Regions from separate parts of the Bombyx mori genome. Here region 2 is linked to region 1. Evidence: chromatin contacts called from public Hi-C data. All regions are on one chromosome and are shown on one strand. The core of a region is the stretch at or near the end of the contact, and the rest is flanking DNA. Distances in the headings are between cores, read along the strand shown. Region 1 overlaps Jnk (c-Jun NH2-terminal kinase). Region 2 overlaps Jnk (c-Jun NH2-terminal kinase).

What was found. A called contact is a pair of places that touch in the nucleus more often than the background predicts.
Region 2: a contact with region 1 is called in a Hi-C map of whole pupa, with 2.8 times the contacts expected there. The contact joins two enhancer-like sites. A contact is called at or near these places in 3 of 7 Hi-C or Micro-C datasets (middle silk gland, midgut and whole pupa).

Annotation. Positions count from the first base shown.
Region 1 is chr3:1,367,413-1,370,640 of ASM3026992v2, forward strand. It overlaps Jnk (c-Jun NH2-terminal kinase), which reads right to left. Exons shown (of 13, transcript NM_001109926.1): 6 at 522-651. Among protein-coding and RNA genes, the nearest start is that of LOC110384827, 4.6 kb to the right of the region's middle. Within about 2 kb of position 1,564, at least 3 of the 8 cell types and tissues checked have open chromatin away from gene starts, as enhancers often do.
Region 2 is chr3:1,461,911-1,465,140 of ASM3026992v2, forward strand. The region is part of intron 1 of Jnk (c-Jun NH2-terminal kinase); the gene reads right to left. Among protein-coding and RNA genes, the nearest start is that of LOC134200931, 6.7 kb to the left of the region's middle. Within about 2 kb of position 1,516, at least 4 of the 8 cell types and tissues checked have open chromatin away from gene starts, as enhancers often do.

The DNA.
Region 1 (3,228 bases), core at 314-2,813:
GGCCAGGGGTCGACAAGCAGAAGCCAAATATAGATAGCACGTAATTGGATTTTATTTAAGGTGCCATTTTTTAGAACATATTATCGAGGGGTGAAGGGTTATTTGGTTTAAGCGAAATTTTTTGAACTTTACAAGAGAGCCATTAAAAGGTTATCATTTTGAAAAATATATTACGAAAAAAAAACTTCTTCAACTCTTTGAATGGAGTAAACTTAATTGAAGTTCAATTAAAACGTCGAACAATAATAATAATCAACGTTAATACCAAATAAAAAGCACCTTTAATTACGAAAATAAATTTCGCGTATTAAGCGAAATTTCGCTAAAACCAAATGTTCTTTCACCCCTCGATATATTTCTATAGCCTTTTGTTTAAAAAAATTTTACTCTTTACAAGGCAAGATAGTAAGCAATATTTTGTGCCTACACTAAATATTTCGCGAAAGAGTCATAGCTGTTGTATCAAAGGGCCGCGGGTTGCCGACCACCTTTTTAGGCAAATAAAAAATAACCAAGCTTACATTTTTATGGTTGACAAGTTTCATAAGTTTGAACTCCCTGTAAGCTCTTTTCGCGTGCGTCACGTTCTGAAACGGACGCGACAACTTCTTTATGGCAACATTCTGTTGCGTCACCGTGTCGTATGCGGCACTGGAATACAAAATCAAACAGTTTAGCTTTAAATTTTATTAATTTTTTATTAACACTTAGAAATCGATGAGCAATCATTTCATATTATAAATTCAGTTTCTTCTTCAGCGTGGAGCGGAGTGAAAAAGGTTGTGGTAAAGTTCATTTAAACGAAAAATCAAATACCAATAGTTTATTTTAATTGCCGCCGTAATGAGTTAAGAATTGTTTATGGTTTTTTAGTGAATAATTTACCTGTTTATACACACACATGAACATAAAGAATTAGAGTAATAAACTTATTAATAATAATAAATACAATATTTATAAATAAACCTATTAAAAAACCGGCTATTAAAAAAAACGCAGTTTGAAAATTATTAAGATAAAGCCATGCATATTAATGTAATGACGAAAGTATGTAGTACCAAAAATTTACCTGTTCAATACATAAAAATCAAAACGATGTTTTAATACTATTTATGATACAGATGATAAATGTGCAATACTGAAAACTCGTATGTCAATCAAAAAAAATCAAAAACAGAAAACGGCCATTTTGAAAAAAGTGACAAGAGCGGGAATTAAACATCACACTCACTCGTTAGCTTTATTCCAGAACGATCCTTTTTCAACATTATTAATCAGCCATCCAATAAACCGAAACAATGGACACCAATCGTGAATTTCGTCCACCATCGAATTTCTTAAGAACAACATTTTAATACCAATAAAATCACAAAAATACAAAAATAAATCCGTTGCACGCAAAAGTTTCACATACGGACATCGCTTGGTTAACGCGGGAATTTTAAATTAGTACAGATTAGTCCCAAAAGCTTGAAGCGGGAGTTTGATTGACCATTGTATTGGCGCGGCTTACCACACCATGCCCTGGGCGCCCGCGCCTCTGACCACCAGCTCAGTGTACCGGGTCGGGATAGTAAACACCGCATCACCGACCGTCACTGAGTAATACTGTATCATCTTACCGCTATTATACTCGATCAGCTACAAAAGAAATTGCATGTTTATTTTCTTCATGCGCGTGTGTGACAGTGTTCTGGCTGAATGATTATGGATGTTGTTGCTTCTTTTTCAGAATTAGCACCCCTTTTTAAAGATATTTGATTTCTAAGCGTAATGTTGGTGTGTAATGATAGCTTCGGGTCTTTAATTATTAACGTTTTATGTTTGTTGTTCACAATTAAATTGCAAGTTCTCAATGGCACAGCATAGACGAATGAAAGAACTCTCGAACCATCTGGTCTTAAGTGTTTACAAAAGACCATAGAGAATAGAGAGAGCTGTCAACATTTTTGGATGAAACAATACAAATAATAAATACACAAATATATAGTACGTAAAATCATGCCCCTTCATAATGTAGATAAAACTAATATTTATAAAAAAAAAACTATCATTAAACTCTATCGAAAATCTAATAATGTGAATATTTTAAAACAAAATGCCAGATTGTGAATATGTATCGTGCTGGATCGTGCAAGAGTGATAGCGTGCTGTATAAAAATTGCGAATTATTAAGTAAAATACACATAAGAATTTGCCTATTCTTAAACTTATTACATTGCATGCATGCTACTAAAGAATGAAGTGATTATACAACCCACCGTTGTTTATAATTCGATTTAAAGAATCTCATTACAAAATAGAACGCACGCGATAGAGATAGGTAAGACGGAGATGACGCCATCATGTCCGTGCCGGTCGACAATACTCCCTACCACTTTAGAGGAGGAAATTGGGATAAGAACTTTGAAAAGTAGAGGTTTTTTTTTAATGCCCTTGTAGGCATACTCCCTACCACTTTAGAGGAGGAAATGGGATAAGAACTTTGAAAAGTAGAGGTTTTTTTTAATGCCCTTGTAGGCATACTTCCTACCACTTTACAGGAGGAAATTGGGATAAGAACTTTGAAAAGTAGCGGGTATTTTTTTTAATGCCCTTGTAGGCAGACGAGCACATGGCCCACCCGATTGTGAGTGGTTACCGTCGCCCATAGCCTTCAGCAATGCCGGGGGCAGAGCCAAGCCACTGCCTAGTAGTTGGGGGGATGGGATAGTTTTATTGGGATACAAGTTGAGGATATGTTATAGCAACTAAAAGTGGCCGGACGCGCGTGGTAACAGCTAGAGACGCTGTTACCAACTTAAGAATCTACTAACCGTAATATGTTATTCTTTAAATATTTCTTATGAAACTCGAGATCTTTGCTGTGATTCCTAGTTACATTATTTAAACAAAACTAAGACAAATTATCACGTTGTTACTTAAAATGTATTTGTAAAATGTTAAGTGCAAATCATGAAACTGTAATCCTATAGTTGTTTGCAAAATGTTTGTATAAAAGCTAGAGTATAATAAACTGGTGGTATGATCTCTTGTGAGTCCGCACGGGTAGGTACCACCACCCTGCCTATTTCTGCCGGAAAGCAGTAATGCGTTTCGGTTTGAAGGGTGGGCCAGCCATTGTAACTATATTGATACCTTATGTCTCAAGGTGGGTGGTGGCTTTTACGTTGTAGATGTATATGGGTTCCGGTATCCATTTAACACAAGGTGGGCTGTGAGTTCTTC
Region 2 (3,230 bases), core at 266-2,765, 94 kb after region 1:
TTATACGTAATAGATACGTAAATTTGAGAATGAGATGTTGCGTCAAACTTCTGTGTTTTTGAACGAGTTCTGTGCCGTTTTAGATGAATTATGTCCAAGTTAAGGAGCCTTCTCCTCCTATGCGGAAAATGGAAATTGAGATCGTCTTCCAACCTAGACTTATAGGACTGTCGCGTTCCCTAAGAATCTAGGTACATATATATGCTCATTTAGATTAAGCTTCTTAACCGCCAATAATTAAATATACAATAAATAATGCATGCTTTAAAAACACGCTATTTTAGTAGCCAATAACATTCCGCACAAAACTTTATGACTGAATGCAGCCACAAATTGTAATGACCTAACTATGTAAACATAGATTAAATAAAATGAAATAGAAAAACCTAGAGGTGATAAAAGAGTCATGTTTTATCTTTTCACCGAATTAAAGATTAGTAAAACGTTTTTTATCTTCAGATGATGTCACCCGATTTGGTTTTCTAGATTTTTGACTGAATCTTATAACTGACGCGTCAGCTATTAAGACAGCAGTCACATATTACATGATAACTAAAGTAATGCTAGCAATATCAGTGTAGGTAGCTCATTCCCGATCCTGCGGACAGAATGGAAAGCAGTCGACGTCGCCCAAAACACGTCATCTCGGATCCTCCCGATCCACTAACGGTGCTTTTAGGTACTTCAAGCACCGGTCACCGTTCTCGTCGAACCCGTCGCTTGCGACGAAGGGCTCAAAGAGTAAATTAACTCTCAGACACAGCCCAGTGAGTTTCTCGCCGGATCTTCTCAGTGGGTCGCGTTTCCGATCCGGTGGTAGATTCTGCGAAGCACGGCTCTTGCTAGGGTTCGTGTTAGCAACGTCATCAGGTTTGAGCCCCGTGAGCTCACCTACAAACGTTAGGGTTACACTGAAATAGCCCCTAAGGCTATCAGTTTAGGTAGGAAAAAAAAATAGTAGGTAGCTGATGCACTATGTATGGTTGTGACCTCAATCTGACCCGCAACACTAACAAAGATAAAGTGTCTTCATCCGATTACCAATCGTTCTCGTTTTACACGCACGCCGGCTTTGCTGGCCCGATCTTGATTTCACTATGATCCAATCCCTACAAAACTACCACAAGTGCACCCACTGGGCCAATCTGAAGATTTTCCCTAAAAAAATCGATCCAGCAGTTTCATAGTCTATACGGAACACATACACATCTGCTTTTATATAAGTCGGAGACAGTCATTAGTTTGGTAGCTAAACGAAACGCAGCACCATTCCCGAGAGATGGCAGCACGATTGTGGTATGGTCGCGTGTGAAATTAGTTCTTTATAAGTCGTTCCGCGGAGTGCTCTGCATCATCTGAATCATCGACACATCCACGTCATTGCCGTTCAGCTAAAATCATACAAGCAGATTCATCACCCCTACCCCATTAGGCAGGGAGTCTAAGCCCGGGCAGAGGGGATTGCCCCGAGGCTCGATCCGTGCCTCCGTAAGGGGACACAAAGACCCAACGATGCTCTGCACGCATTTGGGCAGATGCGTCTTGGTGTACGAACCACTGTCTTTCGACAGTCAGTACTGAACAGTATTGGATGTGGAACGTTGTCTTTGACGATTAGTGCTGTCCCTATTATGGTGCACGGAACTCTGTTTGCGGTGGGTGCACGGAACTCTGTCTGTACTGCTCTATGTGACCACTATCATTCACGATTGTCATTTGCTTAGTTCTGTCTCCATTTTTATAATTCATTTAAATTACTAGGTTACGATCAGTGATTATTTAATAGTAATAAATTCCTATGTGCTATACCTCGGTTACATTCCTGATGTCTGAGTCTTAATCCGACATATATATATGTCGTGGATAACGACTTTTAGTTGTCGTGGATAACGACTTTTAGTAATATTAAGACGGTGGTTTTGATTATTATTTTAAATGATGAAATGTTGTTTTGATAAATATCACAAAATGAAGGGTAGACTCCGTAACGCCACAGTATAAAATGGCGGTACGTGGACAGAGTCGTGGCATTCCGTGTCAGACAGTAATTCCGTCCGTCTCAGTCAGTGAGTCTCTGTCAGTCAGTCAGTCGGTCAGTCGGTCTGTCGGTATATGCAACGAAACTGTCGGTTTACCCTGTCATTGTGAAAGTTGTGTGTGTTGAGTTTCAATAATTATTATTGAAAAATTTTATTGACTAAACTGAGTTCAATCGACTACGAGTGCTCAGCCATCCCTGACGTGTGCCGACATCAGAAGTGAGATCAGGACTCTACTCTCACTGGCGTGACGTGTTTGAACATGTTCGAAGTACAGCAAAAAAAAACATGATGCAGATCAGAATACTAGTAGTGGTACGCCACAAGAGCGTGAATGCAGCATACGTAAGTCGTGTAATAACCTCTCTGTTACCTCGATGGAAGATCTGAGCCACGAAGAAATCGTCACATCTTACGTTCTGGCTCATGTTGCCCAGTTTGACTGTCGACTTCATCACATGGCATTTACTAGCGGAAATACAACACGTAACAAGCTATTGCAAGAATTAAGGCAAGTGCAAATCTCAAGTGAAACTTCGATCGCAATAATGGATCTGTCATGACGAGTGGGTAGTTCCGACAAGAATTATTTTAAGCGGCTGACTTCTGCTAGAGTTACATTGCACTAGTGTGGTAAACCAGGACATGAGACTGTGAATTGTCGCTGAAATTTTAGAATCTACTAGATTCAATACCAATAACACTACACGTTCGATGACTTCGGGCTCCAGCAAGCAAGCAAACAAGAAAGCAAGCAAGTTTCCGTGGAGAAGAAAAATTGACACATCTGAAGTCGTCGTGACCTGTAAGATAAGACGTCCGGTGCGTTCGTGTCTGGCGATGCGGCGGTGTTCGGGTTCCGCTGGCGGATGCAGGTTTTTCCGGTTAAGTGCGTGCTTGTGCGTGCTTGACAAGTGTTCGCGGTTGGCTTCCTCAGTGTGGGAGTAACATCGTGTAGGAGAGGTGGAACCCGTAAAATTGTAGTTTGCGTGGTGGCTGGTAAGATTTGTTGCGGTAAGAAGTTTGCATGGTGGTAAAATGTCTTGTGAGTCTATACAGGTAGCCGGAGGTGAGACTTCCGCGGTCGCGGCCCACCCAGTCCGCGAGAACCGGGCAGATCGCCTCGACGGTACGGAGGCCGGCCGACGGGTCCGCCAAACGACGAGACCACGCCTCCAGCACGGACTGCCG